Regions from separate parts of the Callithrix jacchus genome. Here region 1 is linked to region 2. A link is a contact called in public Hi-C data. All regions are on one chromosome and are shown on one strand. Each heading gives the region's core, a stretch centred on a gene start, on an enhancer-like site or on the middle of the called end of the contact. The rest is flanking DNA. Distances are from core to core; before and after follow the strand shown. Region 1 has its middle 80 kb from the start of ARHGAP29. Region 2 holds the start of ARHGAP29 (Rho GTPase activating protein 29).

Region 1 (6,914 bases), core at 2,274-4,773, 80 kb before region 2:
GCCTCCTTTCCCACTCCTGGCTATGGGCTTTCTCAGATGCTCTTCCTGTATCAGAAATATCCTGCCTGCCCAGCAAACCATTCATTCCAACTCCTCTTCAAGGATTTCCTCATAGGTCCTATTTCTGTGGTGACTTATTCGTTGAAATGAATCTGAGATCGAGATTCTCTTGCTCATGCATACAATGCATTGCAATTATACAATGCATGTGTGACAGATGCCACTAGCTTTCTGGTCATTGGATGCCCAAGCTATGGGTACTTTTGCATCTATGCTGATGTCAGCATCTCAAGGGCATGAGGACTGTTTAATCTGCCCCAATCCTTTCTGATCAGTCCGTAGTCTATGATGTTGGTTAACAAATGCCATTTGCAGAATATGATGATGTTGCTAATAGATGTCCATTTATTTATTTTATCTATAAATTCTAGTATAGTGGCCAAAATTCAAAAGTCTAAAAAATTCTATAAGAATTTTATTCAAGAGGTCACTTTTCCTAAAGTTTGATTGTTTTGTCTGCTGAACTCATATATTTCTAGGTATTTGGTAATTCCACCTTGATTGCTTTATCTATACTTTAAATATTTCAATTGCTCCCAAATTGCAAGGCTAGCAATTTTCTTCTTCCTCCCTAGTCCATTTTTTTATTTGAAAGGTACTAAATTTACTTGGCTCTGTTTTCTCCAGGTATCTCTGTGATTCCTAGGAGCCATCCAAATGCTGCCTGAAGGCAGTATTAATCTCTGCAGCTTTTTCTTCCCACTCAGGAGTTGTCTTTTCTTGAGTTATCTTAATTTATTGGAAGAGAATTCCTCATTGCTCTTGATTTATCTCTCTCTGACACTGTTTCCACTTCTGGTACATTTTATTGGACTCATGGAGGCAAGACCAAAAACTTAAACTAAATAAATTAAAATAAAACTGAGTTTAATGTTTCAAGTTCTTGGATGCTCCTCCTTACCCACAATCACTTTAAGATATTTAAAGAATCTTGTATCACTGAGGCATTTTCTAAGGCTGTCTTCCATCACTGTCTACTTCACATTTTTTTTTTTCAGTTCACTTTTAAAGCCTTTTAGTTTTGTTTCAAATGCTCCCACCATTTTCTTCTTTCTAAGTGTGCTGACTTTATAAACCATGAGCCTTCCATTTTCCCATGGTGACTTTTAATCATTCTCTTCTGTGTGACACTTCTTCATTTATTAGTCTGAGCAGTTAATTAATTTCCTGGACACAGGATTTATAAGAATCTTTAATTTGCCTTATTATCCACTCTGTTTCCTCAATCAACCCTTTGTAATAGTATCTTCTTTTTCTCATCCTACTTAGCATCTTCATTCCACTTCATTCTACATAATCAACTCTCCCCCTTCTTTTGAATGACCCTTTGCTGCTGTGATCTATCTTTTTTTGCCTTTCTCTTCATGATTTTAGCATCTTGGTCGGTTAAAGAAGATCTTAGCTTTTTGCCTGTTGATCTTTAGGATTGAAGTAAAAGACAATTTAATTTGGGGCTCATAGCGCATCTTCTCTTGTGCCCAAAATCATGTGTGACAAGCTCATAGATTTTTTAAATAAGCAAATTTTAATTTTTGTAAAACAATCATACTTTTTTCTCTCATTTTCTATTAGTTATAGGACATTTCATCCCCTGCGGTCATCTCTATAGTCATCAAAATTGTTTTTAAACACTTTTACATGTTTTCCTTTAAACTATTTCATTTTCATGAACACTTTCTACTTGGTCTTAAACCATCCACACTTGCTGATACTTGTGCTTTAAGTGTCTCTTCTCATGTTTCTGATGGAAATATTTTGCTAATTTATAGAAGCTTAACCTTCTTTTTAGGAGGGTTAGCTTTTTCTAACTAATTAGGCAGTCATTCTTATCTGGAATTCATCATATTCGTGGCACAATCTCAAAGAGCTTCATGAATAAAGATAGCTGCCTTGGAGTTAGACACTCCAAGGCATGAAGGGGTTAAATTATGAGCGCGGCGACCTAACAATAAGGAAGGAATGGAACTTGGAGAAGCCAGCATTCTTAAGTCACTTCTCCAGTCCCTCTCGCCCCGCCCCCGCCAGTTCATCTCTTTTGTTGCTGGCTGGTTTCCTCTGATTGTAATTCATTCTGTATTCCTTCCTGCCTCTCTGTCTTGGCTAATTGTTCTTTCCCACACTACAGGGCTTTAATTTCCTCAAGTTAATCGCCTTATCGCCGGACTTTACACTTCCTCAGCTCTTCTGGGCCGGTATCCCGCTCACCACTGACTTTTGGTGACCCTGGCCCGGCTGCTTAATTTCCACTCTACCTTAGTTTGCTGATCCCTGAAGTGGGACTCTTACTTCTCCCACTCCTCCCGAGGCAGCTGCATCAGAGTCCAGTCATTTTAGGATAGTTTTGCCAATAAAGAACTATGTCTGAGCTTGTGATGATTTTCATGGACATTCCAGTGAGTTCCACCAGCAAAGCTGGAAGCTCCCACGATAGGCCATCATTCTCTCCTCTAGATCACTACATTCCCCCAAACGGGCTTTTGGTTCTGTTTATCCTTGTTTTTAACTTTGAAAGGAAATCCAGCAATACAAATTCTAATTTGCCCTGAGTAGTACATTCACTGACAAGTAATTTTCTCCATGCTTTAAAAGTCTGAGTGACGTTTTGAGCAAAACCACTAGCTCAGAAAAGTCTTCATGACATGGTGCTGACCTACCTAGAATCCCATCAAATGCACACACTCATCTATTTTCTTTACATTAGGTTAAGAGGGAATCTTAATTTTCCAAAACTACAATCCGTGACTTTTAAAAATCTTTTGTCGTTATCACCTTGTGAGAGGAGGGAATTCGTTATTAAATACAGACCACTTTGCATTAATTCCAGGGCATAAAGAGTTAAAGGGAACACACAAACCCAGTTGGTGCTATTTTGTTTTATTTTCCTGTTATGGGAGGGATCCTTCCTTTTCTTCTTAGTGCCTGGGGCTGGGGAATGAAGTGTCCTCTGCCTAAGGAGGTGGAGTGGAGGCCTTTGCTTTAAGACCAGGGTTCTGATTACACCTGACAGGGCTGAAACTTGATGCCCACAGAGCTTACTGGTATCTTATCTTCTTCCACCCGCCAGGATTACAGCAGGAATGTAATAGAGGTTGTCACTGATTTAGTTTGTATGTGCTTAGTATGTAAACAAAAAAAGCAAATACAAAAACAAAATTCTTTTTTGTCCTCCTTGAAATTAGCTCCAGGGAGAGTTCTTTCCATCTTTTTAAAAATGCTGGTCAACATGAGGAGTTTTGTTCTCAAGGCTAAATCTTAATGCTTCTGCGGGGAGTCTCATGGTTCAAGAATAATCACATTTAATAAAAAGTCTGCCTCAGAAAAAGATTCACAGAACCTGAGCTGTGGCAGTGATTTTGTGGTATTTGGAACCATGTCTATAAAAATATTTGTACACCAGATGGTGGATTGTTCGACGCATTCATCCCAAACCAAAAGATTTTTTTTAAAACTCATACACAAACCAAACACTGTGGGGGTGGGGGGATCATTAATTTTTTTTCCCCAGTCATGCTGCATGAGTAATGGTAAAGGCAACAGCTAAAACAATAAGATTACTGTGTTGAATTCTTAATGCATTGTCAGGTATAAAGACTTCAAGTAGTGCTGAAAATATTTTCTCCCTCTGAATAACACATACCTCACATACAACTCACTTTGACAGTTTACCAAGTGTACATGTTTTCTAAAACACAAAATCATCTTGCTGATGGAGGAAGCTATACGGGGTGACCTACACAAAACTGGATTGGGAAGTATCCAAATTAAACATGAAGCCAACAGCCTAGGGCCCCAGAGATTAATCCAACGTGACTTTTTCTCTGCAGATTGATTTCATTTTTAACAGTCAATTCTCAATTAACTACTCTAATGAGTAGGGAGGTATATATGAAAAAACCAAAGCAGGATAACAGAAAATTAACTGTGCAGTATCTAATGTTGGTGGAAGGGTTGTTATCTATGTCCCACACCGTGGCCACCGCACGGGCCTTGTTGTCATTTGTTGTCATGTTACAGCAAACACAAACAATTTCCTGAAGGAAATCTGGCTGCTACTAATGGTTACACCATAGTCTGCCTCTTTGAGGACGTAGGTCTATACAAGCACCTGGCCTGGTTAGGAACCTTCACTTTCACAAGTGGTTGCCAAGTTCTTAGGTGTAGATCTGCATCTAATCAGACGTATAGAGTTTCAGTTGTACCTGCCAGGCGATTTATCCTTGACTTCTCTGTTGCTTAATTCTTATGAAAATTTGACCGCAGAAGACAACATTTAGGGAGAGATACAGGCCATCTTTTCTTTCTTTCCCTTCCTTCCTTCCTTCCTCCCTCCTTCATTCCTTCCCTCCCTCCCACCTTCCTTCCTTCCTTCCTTCCTTCCTTCCTTCCTTCCTTCCTTCCTTCCTTCCTTCCTCCCTCCCTCCCTCCCTCCCTCCCTTCCTTCCTTCCCTCCCTCTCTCTTTCTTTCTCTCCTTCCTTCCTTCCTTGTTTTCTCTCTTTCTTTCTTTCTTTTTGGAGTCTCGCTCTGTCTCTCAGGCTGGAGTGAAGTGGCAGTGATCACAGCTCACTGCAGCCTCAGCCTCTTGGGCTCAAGCAATCCTCCTGCCTCAGCCTCCTGAGTAGCTGGGACCACAGGCATGAGCCACCATGCCCAGCTAATTTTTACGTTTATTTATAGAGAGAGGGTCTCCCTATGTTGCCCAGGCTGGTCTTGAATTCCTGAGTTCAAGTAATTTTCCCACCTTGACCTCCCAAAGTGCTGGCATTACAAGTGTAAGTCACCACACTTGGCCTTCTTTTAGATATTTTAAACTTTATCTGTGGATCAAGTCAGCTGATTAAAGAACTTCATTTCTGAACTGCGTCATGTCATCCCCTCAGAGAACTGAATTTTAATGGACCTCATTTAGGCATTAGGCCCTAAGTTAAAGGCTCCTTGAGTGACACTATAAAAATCAGCTATTGGAAACTCATCTACTGTAAATGTTATTCATGACATCAGTGTCCCTTTTGAAGACGTCTCAAGGCTCCTGAGCCCTTGGTATGTATCTTATAAAACATCATGAATCCTCATGAATCCTATAACTGGTCTGTTTTCTTCATTGCTCAGAGCTAAATTGATGATCCCCTTTAGAAACTGCATGAGTCTTCACGGTGGGAATTTCCATGTAGTGAGTGCTCTTATTTCTGTTTCACTTTACTGCCTTGCTTGTATTTTTCTCTTTGTTCTAGTTAATTTCTTTTGTTTCAGTCATATTGCATGATTTTTATGTTACCTAAAATGCATGTCGAATGAGGTGGCAATTTGAAATTGTTAAATCATTCTTATGGCATTTCCTTAGCAAACAGCAATAAAAATATACCCTTGGAGTGTAAGGAAGGAAAAATTTCTCACCCATCACTGGGTTCTTGGCTGAGGCATCTATAACAAAAGACAGATTAACAAAAGAAAAGCATATACATTTATTTAATATATAAGTTGTATATGGCATAGCTTCAGAAATGAAGATCCAAAGAGACAGAGAAACCTGTGCATTTTCATGCTAAGTTTGATGAATAAGTGGATGATTGTGGAGATGATTAGACAAAGGCCACATGATCTAATGCTAATAAACTGGGGGGAACTTAGCAAGGCTTGTTTGTTCAGATTCTTCTCTGTGTTTCTGTGTCTTCAAAGATAGGGGTGTTCCTTTCCCCTGGCTATAAGGTGGACACCTTGGGAAAAAGCCTGCTTCTAGGAGAAGGGCAAGGGGAGGGTGAATGTAACCTTCCCAGTGCTGGGCACATTGCTGAAGTGCCAAGATGCCATATTTTGAGGTAGTGTGTCCTGAACCGTATAAGGAGATACTCCCAAAAGTATAAATCATTTTTGAGAAAAATTTAAGGATGTTTTAATTAACCCAAATAATTGGGAATTTGATATCCAATGACACCTTAATGAACAAACCCTCAGGACAAATCTAGTTTTAATTCATTTGACTGAGTGGCAGAGTAAATTGAAGGACATGCTGATCTCAGATAGGAAGGTACCATCACTGGACGGGAAATGTTCCTTAAAAGGACACATTTGGGCCAAGGACAGAAACCAAGGCCTGCTTCATCTGAAAAAGTGAAGGAGGAAGGGAATTCATTCCCCATAACACAATTTAATGCTTTACCCCGCTTTAAAAAATCTTGTTTAAGTGTTATTCATGACATCAGTGTCCCTTTTGAGGAATACTAAAATAAATACTAAATGATAAAATAATACTATATTATTACACTTAAATTTAACCAGGACATAACATGATAATGGAGCTTCTATTCATCCTTGATAATGGAGCTTTTTTATGCCGATAAAGTCTACCGAATACATTCAGCAACGTGCCCAGCACTGGGGATAAATCAGCGAGTCAGAATCCCTGTCCTCAACACCTGCTTTGAGCCCTTTTCTTTGCTTATTCATTCAAACAGTATTTATTAAGTATCTGAAGGGAGAGCTCTAAGTATAATTTTGGGAGGGCATCTAAGTTACAATGGACCAGGGGCAGCAAAAAAAAAGAAAAGCCCACCAGAGGAGGTAACATTTAGATTGAGATTCGAAGGATGAGGAGTTGGTCAAGAGACAGAGAAGAAAATACAGTACTGAGGATGAAACAGTGTGTGAAGCCAGGAGGTGGGGAGGAGACTGCAGGGGCAGCTGGAGATCTATGTGGGAGGGCCATGGGGTGAGAGGGTGTTGGGTGAGGTCATAATGTGGAAGGCATTTCCTCTTCTCCCAAATGGTCTCATGGCCAAACCTTTCACCTCCTCCAAGCCTTTGCTACACCCACCTCCTCAACGAGGCCTCCCCTTCAATCCTGTCTCAGTTGCAACAC
Region 2 (6,963 bases), core at 1,308-3,807:
CATTTTCTCTTTCTCTGCTTCTCCTTGTCTCTGCATATTTCTTTGTTCTCTCCCTCTTGTCTTTTTTCTCCTCTACACTTGTCTCTCTCTCTCCTTCTCACACCTCCTTTTGTCTCTCTTTCCTGCTTTTCTCTCCCTTGTTGTGAGTTCCCTTCTGCCTTGTCACACCCCCACCTCCGTCCATATACCCTTTCTCTCTATCAGGAACTTGTTGATGATTTTTGTCAGTGATGCTTCCAGTTCCATTTTAATCAGCAACAAAATCCTCTTTATTAAGGGTAATGATGTATAAGTGCAAAATAATATATTTTTATTTATTTATTTATTTACTTTTTTGAGATGGAGTCTCTGTCACCTGAGCTGGAGTGCAATGGTGTGATCTCAGGTCACTGCAGCAACCTTCGCCTCCGGGTTCAAGTGATTCTCCTGCCTCAGCTTCCTGAGTAGCTGGGATTACAGGCACACACCACCGCACCCAGCTAATTTTTTTTTTTTTTTTTTTTTTTAGTTGCGATGGGGTTTCACTATGTTGACCAGACTGGTCTCAAACTCCTGACCTCCCAAAGTGCTGGGATTATAGGCATGAGCCACCACACTCTGCCAAAATATTATATTTTAAAATAGACTTAATAGGGTGTTTGAGGTTGAGGGACTTCCTCAAAAATTTCCTTCCAAAAACCTTATTTATGATTGAATCATGGTTGCACTGTTCAGCCTCCTCTTGGCTTGGAGACTCCTTTGTTTCCTCTTTTTAGTTTGCTTCAGTCCAGGCATCATTAGTTTCCATAGTGAGAGTCCTTGGTGCTGTTTTCTTTTTCAGCATGATTAGAAGGAAGTTTCGTTTTGAGGTTTCCTGAGTATTTGTGGCAGGACTTTGGTCCTATTATTTTTGGGGTTTGAGGGGAAAATTTGTGTAAGTTGGGCCCGATAAATCCAGTATGGTGCCAAAGTAACCAAGGAGTTGAGATTTCTTATTTATCTTTTCTAAGTAGCACCTGAGGAGCCAAATGTGTTGTATTAGCATTGTTTTTCCTGTAAGCGTTCAAAGTTATGTGAGGTGTCCCTCTTTCTTTGTCAATGAGTATTTTCTCTCACCCCACTACTCTACTTTTGGTTCTGTCATGCTCACTTCCTTTTCTGTTTGTTAAGTGGGTAGTCTCTCCTTTCATATTTCTTATTTTATCTTTTTGCCTTCACTTGTTTCTGCCGTCCTTGATTTTCCTCTCTCTTCCTGTGTCTGTACCTCGTTTTCTTTCCACTTCTCCTCAGCACATTCTCCTTTTTCTTTTTCTCCCTGTGTGATCATTTTTCTCTCTGACCCCAGCACTACCCACAGTCTCCCTCCCCATGTTTTATCCTCTGTTTGTCCATGAGTTCTTTCTGAATGTTCCAGCACTGAGATAAGTGCCATCACTTGTTCCAGCAAGTGGTGTGATATGGGGGCTATGTGCTTTCCTGCTTCTGCTCCTTGCTAAAATTATTCCATCTTTCTCAGACTTTTTTTTTCTCCCTTATTATGAGGTGAGTTTGAGAGTCCAGTTAAGAAAGAAAGGGCTGGGCACAGTGGCTCATGCCTGTAATTCCAGCACTTTGGGAGGCTGAGGCAGGTGGATCACCTGAGGTCAGGAGTTCGAGACCAGCTTGGCCAATGTGGTGGAAACCCCTCTCTACTAAAAGTGCAAAAATTAGCTGGGCATGGTAATGAGCGCCTGTAATCCCAGCTATTCCGGAGGCTGAGGTGGGAGAATTTTTTTTTTTTTTTTTTTTTTGAGGCGGAGTTTCTCTCTTGTTACCCAGGCTGGAGTGCAATGGCGCGATATCTGCTCACGGCAACCTCCGCCTCCTGGGTTCAGGCAATTCTCCTGCCTCAGCCTCCTGAAGTAGCTGGGATTACAGGCATGCGCCACCATGCCCAGCTAATTTTTTGTATTTTTAGTAAAGACGGGGTTTCACCATGTTGACCGGGATGGTCTCGATCTCTTGACCTCGTGATCCACCGCGCCCAGCCGAGGTGGGAGAATTAATTGAGCCCGGAAAGCAGAGGTTGCAGTGAGCCAAGATCACCCCATTGCACTCCAGCCTGGGCAACAGAGCGAGACTTCATCCCCCACCCGCCAAGAAAAGACAGAGAGGCCTAAATACTACCCTCCATAGAGGGCAGAGGGGCAGAGTAGATGGCTGGTTTTGAGGTAGTTCATTTTTCATTCAGAAGAGTGGCGCCCTTCCCCAACCCCTCGGAGAGGGAGGAAAACGGTGGTCCACGGAAGTGCCTCATAAGAAGTGTAGACTAGTTATCTGAGAAAGCCATAAACCACATCTAATCCTCAGGTGACTTTTCTCTGAGTCGCTCTGCCTGCCCCTCTGCAAGCCAAAAGGGCGGCTGACACGGTCCACGTTGTTGGGACAGCTTCAGGCCTGCCGCAGCTGACGGCCGAGTTCCTAGAGCCAGCTAGCAGTCGCCCCCACCTGCTGCGGTCGGCGGCCCCGCCCCTGGGTGCGCGGGCCAATGGGCTGGGCTCCAGGGGGCGGGGCGGTGGCAGTAGCTGTTGGGGCGGCGGCAGTTGTGTGGTGGCGGTGGCAGTGGTGGCGGTGGTGGTGGCGGTGGCGGCGCGGCGGCTTGGCCGGGCGTCCGCGGGCCGTGGGGGATGGGGGCGGCTAGCTCCAGCCCTCCACGGCGGCAGCGGCAGTAGGTGTTGGGCGGGCGTCCACATCCGGGACGCGGGATGGAGCGCCGTGGTGAGTGTGGGGAGTTGGCGCTCGCTCTGGCCGCTGCGATTTTGGTTCTGGGCTGGGGCGGTCCCCGCGAGCGCTCACGAGTTGCGGTCCAGGGTCCGGGAGGCCTGCGGGGCGGCCGGGAGCGGAAGCGGTTGCGTGCTGTGCTGGGGACGGGTGTCCTCGGGAAGGGTCCGGCTGGGTCGAGGGGTGCCCCGGGTGAGGCAGGCGAGGACGAGCCGAGTAGGACGCGAGCGGTGGCCGGGAGCAGACGGTGACGATCGTAATTAAAGTTAACACACAGCGCGTACCACGGTCAGCCTGCTGTTCTGAAGGCTTTGCCCATTTTAACTCTTTTAATGTTCACGACAGTCCATGACTGTTGGACTCGGTTTTCACACGGGGAAATCGAGGTTTAAAACATGGCCAAACACACAGACTAGTGGTTGGCAGCGTTGGGACCTAAACTCAGGCGCTTTTGCTCTGGAATCCGTGCTCCTGACCTCTACGCGTCTGGGTTCTTGTCTGGATTCCACTCCCGCTCCCACCTGCCCTGATTACAGTCCTCACTCCAATTGGGCTCTCATTTCTGAGATATTTTAGGATTATGCATTGTTCTCCTGGTCTCTGTCTTTTGGTTTTCGTTTCGCGTTTTACTGAATCTTGCAGGTTTGTCCCAGTTCAATTGTGGACGTGTTTTGGGGTTTGACAGTTTTAATTAAAAACATTTTTTGGACGTGTGAGCTGGAGTCGGTGGTTTCAAGTTGGAGCACTCGTGACTGACGAGCCTCTTGTCTCTATATGTTGATCTTTTCTAAACTGTGTTTCTCTGAGGGTATTGGCCCGAAACCTTTTTTGGAGGGCAGAGTGAGCTTTCCTTCCCTTCTCTCCATCTGTCACTGTGACTGTATCTCTTGTCTGTGGTTTATCTTTCGTCCGTCGCTACCAACGTCGGCTCTTCATTTTGGTTGCTCCATTCTTCCCTCTTTAAATCCTTGGTTAAGGAACGTGCTCTTTGGCAATGGGTAGTTTTGGCTGGCCAAAGGACTGCACTGCCTGCCAGGAATGCTGGACATTCTGGAGGTGTGGGATACTGGGCAGCTTCCTCTTTTTAAAGCGTGCTAGGTTCAAACTGTACAAAAATGAAGTGCATATGTATTGCATGCCTTCCTTTACAATTTGTTTACATAGTATGGATAAAACTCTTTCTCACATGTCCCTATTTTGTTTTAGTGGAGAGTGCTTTTTAAAACTATAAAGATTTAAGCGTCATTTCAGAATGAGATCTTCTAATTTTTTTTAGCCTCTTAATGCTTTAGATTCTTGCCAAATCCGAAATTGTGCTGAAATAGCAGATTTCTGAAATATCTGGCAATTTTTCCTCAAGAAGAAATGGTAAAATGAGAAATAATAAACATAGATATTTGAGGCAGTTTTGCACTTCAATTAGAAAGCCTAAAATGAAACTACTGCCATAATGTGCATTTGGCAGGGGGTATGCATGGGGCAGCGGACATTTGATTGACACAGGCTCCTGGAGTTGTGGGGGATAGGAAATTTGTGTCTACATTTCTAATGCACATATTACTTAGATTTACAACATACAATGCGAGTAGTTTTGCATGATAATTTTCTTCTTGCTGCGGAATTCTTTGAGAAGTGGATAATACATGTTTTTAATGTTGGTTTTAAGTTGAAAGAGATGCACCAGAATTAGTGTGTCACAAATCTTTTGCACAAGTATATTTGCACAGTTCAGATTTCACTTGGAAGCTTTTAGTAGGTTTCCAGAGTCAGTTAAGTTTCTACAATTGTTTCCAGTCCTGTATTTCTTGCTCACAGTCCGCAAATGTATTGTAGTGAAGCCCCATCTTGTTTGAAAACAATTTCCCTCGGTAAGCACTGCTAGTCATAATGACTAAGTAACTGAGTCTATGATGAACCAGGCACTCTGCTAAGTACTTTGCATTCATCAGTACTTATTAAATTAAGTTGCCAGTTGCAGTCTGTTAGTAACTACATATTATGTTACTGCCAAGAAGAGAATATTCATTTTAGCACATGAGAAAGTAGTGTATATGATGTTGAAAAGTGTATATTGCCCCAGCTTCTCATCATAGTTCATTTATGAAAGCTTGGATTAAGTTTGTTATTTTAAACATTTTTTTTCAATTGTAATGGTTCCTTACTTTGGAATATGAAAAATAGTAATATATAACAAAATTATTATAATGCTGACTAGAGGTAGAGTATAATCGTTTTTTTATAAGAGAAGAAGAGCCCCTCTTCTCCTTGCCATGTGTTTTTCATTGTTTGTTTTTTGCAGATTTTTAAAGTCTTGTCTAAAAATGTTCCAGCATTTTTGAAACACTTTAAAAGTTTGGGTTACTCTTTTACATGAAATTAATTAAAGTAAATTATTTCTACTAAAATAGGTAAATTGCTTTAATGTCTTTAATTTTTGTAACCATCTTTACCACTGTCAGTGACTAGTTCTCTAATTTACTAAGTTTAAAAGCTGTCAGAACTAAACAGAATGATTTTATTAAGTAAACTGCAAAAGTGATGTTTTGTTACGCGAATAGCCTTTTTGGTTACTGATTTGTAAAAGAGCTGCCCAAACAAGGCACTTTGAATTTTTGTTTTGTTTTTGTTGATGAGAAGGAAGACTTAGTTATAATACTAATGCTCAAAAATTGCCCTGAATTCATTATAGAAATGATGTACACATTTAAGGATTAATGTTAGATAGATTTGAAACTAGTTTAAGTGTAGAAATTAGATTCTCAGAAATAATTTGAGATTAGCAAAAGGATATTGAATAAACAAACTTTAAAAATTATTAAAATGTGGGGTCCCCTGATTAATAATCAGGAGGAGCAATAATAGAAACCCAACTTTGATTTCAGTTTTATGTAATCTTCCCTCAGCTTCATATGCTTTTCTTTTTGAAACATACCATTTTAGAGAGTTTTTTAAAAATTTATATTTTCGGCTGGGCGCAGTGGCTCATGCCTGTAATTCCAGCACTTTGGGAGGCTGAGGCGTTGGATCACAAGTTCAGGAGAGCGAGACCAGCCTGGCCAACATGGTGAAACCCTGTTTCTACTAAAGCAGAAAAAATTAGCCAGGCATGGTGGCATGCGCCTGTAGTCCCAACTACTTGGTAAGCTGAGGAAGAAGAATCAAACCTGGGAGGCAGAGGTTGCAGTGAGTCGAGATCATGCCATTGTGCTTTAGCTTGGTGACAGTGGTGACAGAGCAAGACTCCATTTCAAAAAAAAACCATATATATATATTTTTTTTTTCACTTCAGAACATTGGAACAACCCGGAGTTATTTTTGTTCTTTAAAAATTAATTGAAACTTTATAAGTTTATACGCCTATTCTTTTTGTAAATTTATTATTCATTCTGCAGATAATTATAAGTAGTTCATTTCTCATATGCCAAGCATTGTGCTATGAGCAGAGAACACATGGTTAGCAAACAGACAAGGTCTTGATTTCCACGAGATTATAGTCTGTAATCTGTAGCTAGGAAGACATGATCTATTTGAACTGTGGTAAGAGCAGTGATGAAAAATAGAGGATGCTATGCAACATCTCACAGGAGATTCTATTCTGGTTTGATGGTAGTGGTTATGTGGGGGGAAGGAAGGTCCAGGAAGGTTTCTTTGAGGAGGTAAGCTTTGAGCTGAGATCAGAATGAGTAAACAAAGGAGAAGGACTATTCCAAGCAAATAGAATTACATATAGACAAGACCCTGAGCTGAACACTTGGTGTTTTTCAAACTGTAGGGTCATGACCTGTTACGTGTATGAAACCAAGTTTGTGAATTGCACCCAGCATTTTAAAAAATGAATTGGGATGGAATATTTAAAAACTTGAATACATCACATGGAGCTTTACCCAGAAGCTGGGCCACACACAGACATAATACACTTAACATGTATACCAGCTTATGATATAAAATTATTTCCTGGTGAGAGTCATCATAAACAAATACTGTTAGAAGAATGAGATGGAGGTGTGTGTGGCAGGAGTGTTGAGAGCCAAGAGTTGTGTCTCCATATGACATTGCACTGGTAGGTAGGAGCCAGATCTCATGTTGAGCCTTATAAAGCATGATAACTTCTCACTTTTCTCACTTGTCCTTTGGAACAGTTTTCAGCAGAGAAATGACTTTATGAGATTTATGTTTGAAAAGTTCACTCACTACATTTGGGATGGGACAAGAATGGATGCAGAT

The links. A called contact is a pair of places that touch in the nucleus more often than the background predicts.
Region 1: a Hi-C map of skeletal muscle shows a contact between it and region 2, with 4 times the contacts expected there. The contact joins the enhancer-like site here to the promoter of ARHGAP29 in region 2. A contact is called at or near these places in 2 of 3 Hi-C or Micro-C datasets (both in skeletal muscle).

The regions. Positions count from the first base shown.
Region 1 is chr7:132,186,345-132,193,258 of calJac240_pri, reverse strand. No RefSeq gene overlaps it. Among named protein-coding and RNA genes, the nearest start is that of ARHGAP29, 80 kb to the right of the region's middle. Within about 2 kb of position 3,523, at least 4 of the 16 cell types and tissues checked have an H3K27ac peak or open chromatin away from gene starts, as enhancers often do. A contact at or near this core is called in skeletal muscle, where this site is marked.
Region 2 is chr7:132,105,045-132,112,007 of calJac240_pri, reverse strand. It overlaps ARHGAP29 (Rho GTPase activating protein 29), which reads left to right and starts at 2,557. Exons shown (of 23, transcript XM_078332569.1): 1 at 2,557-2,736.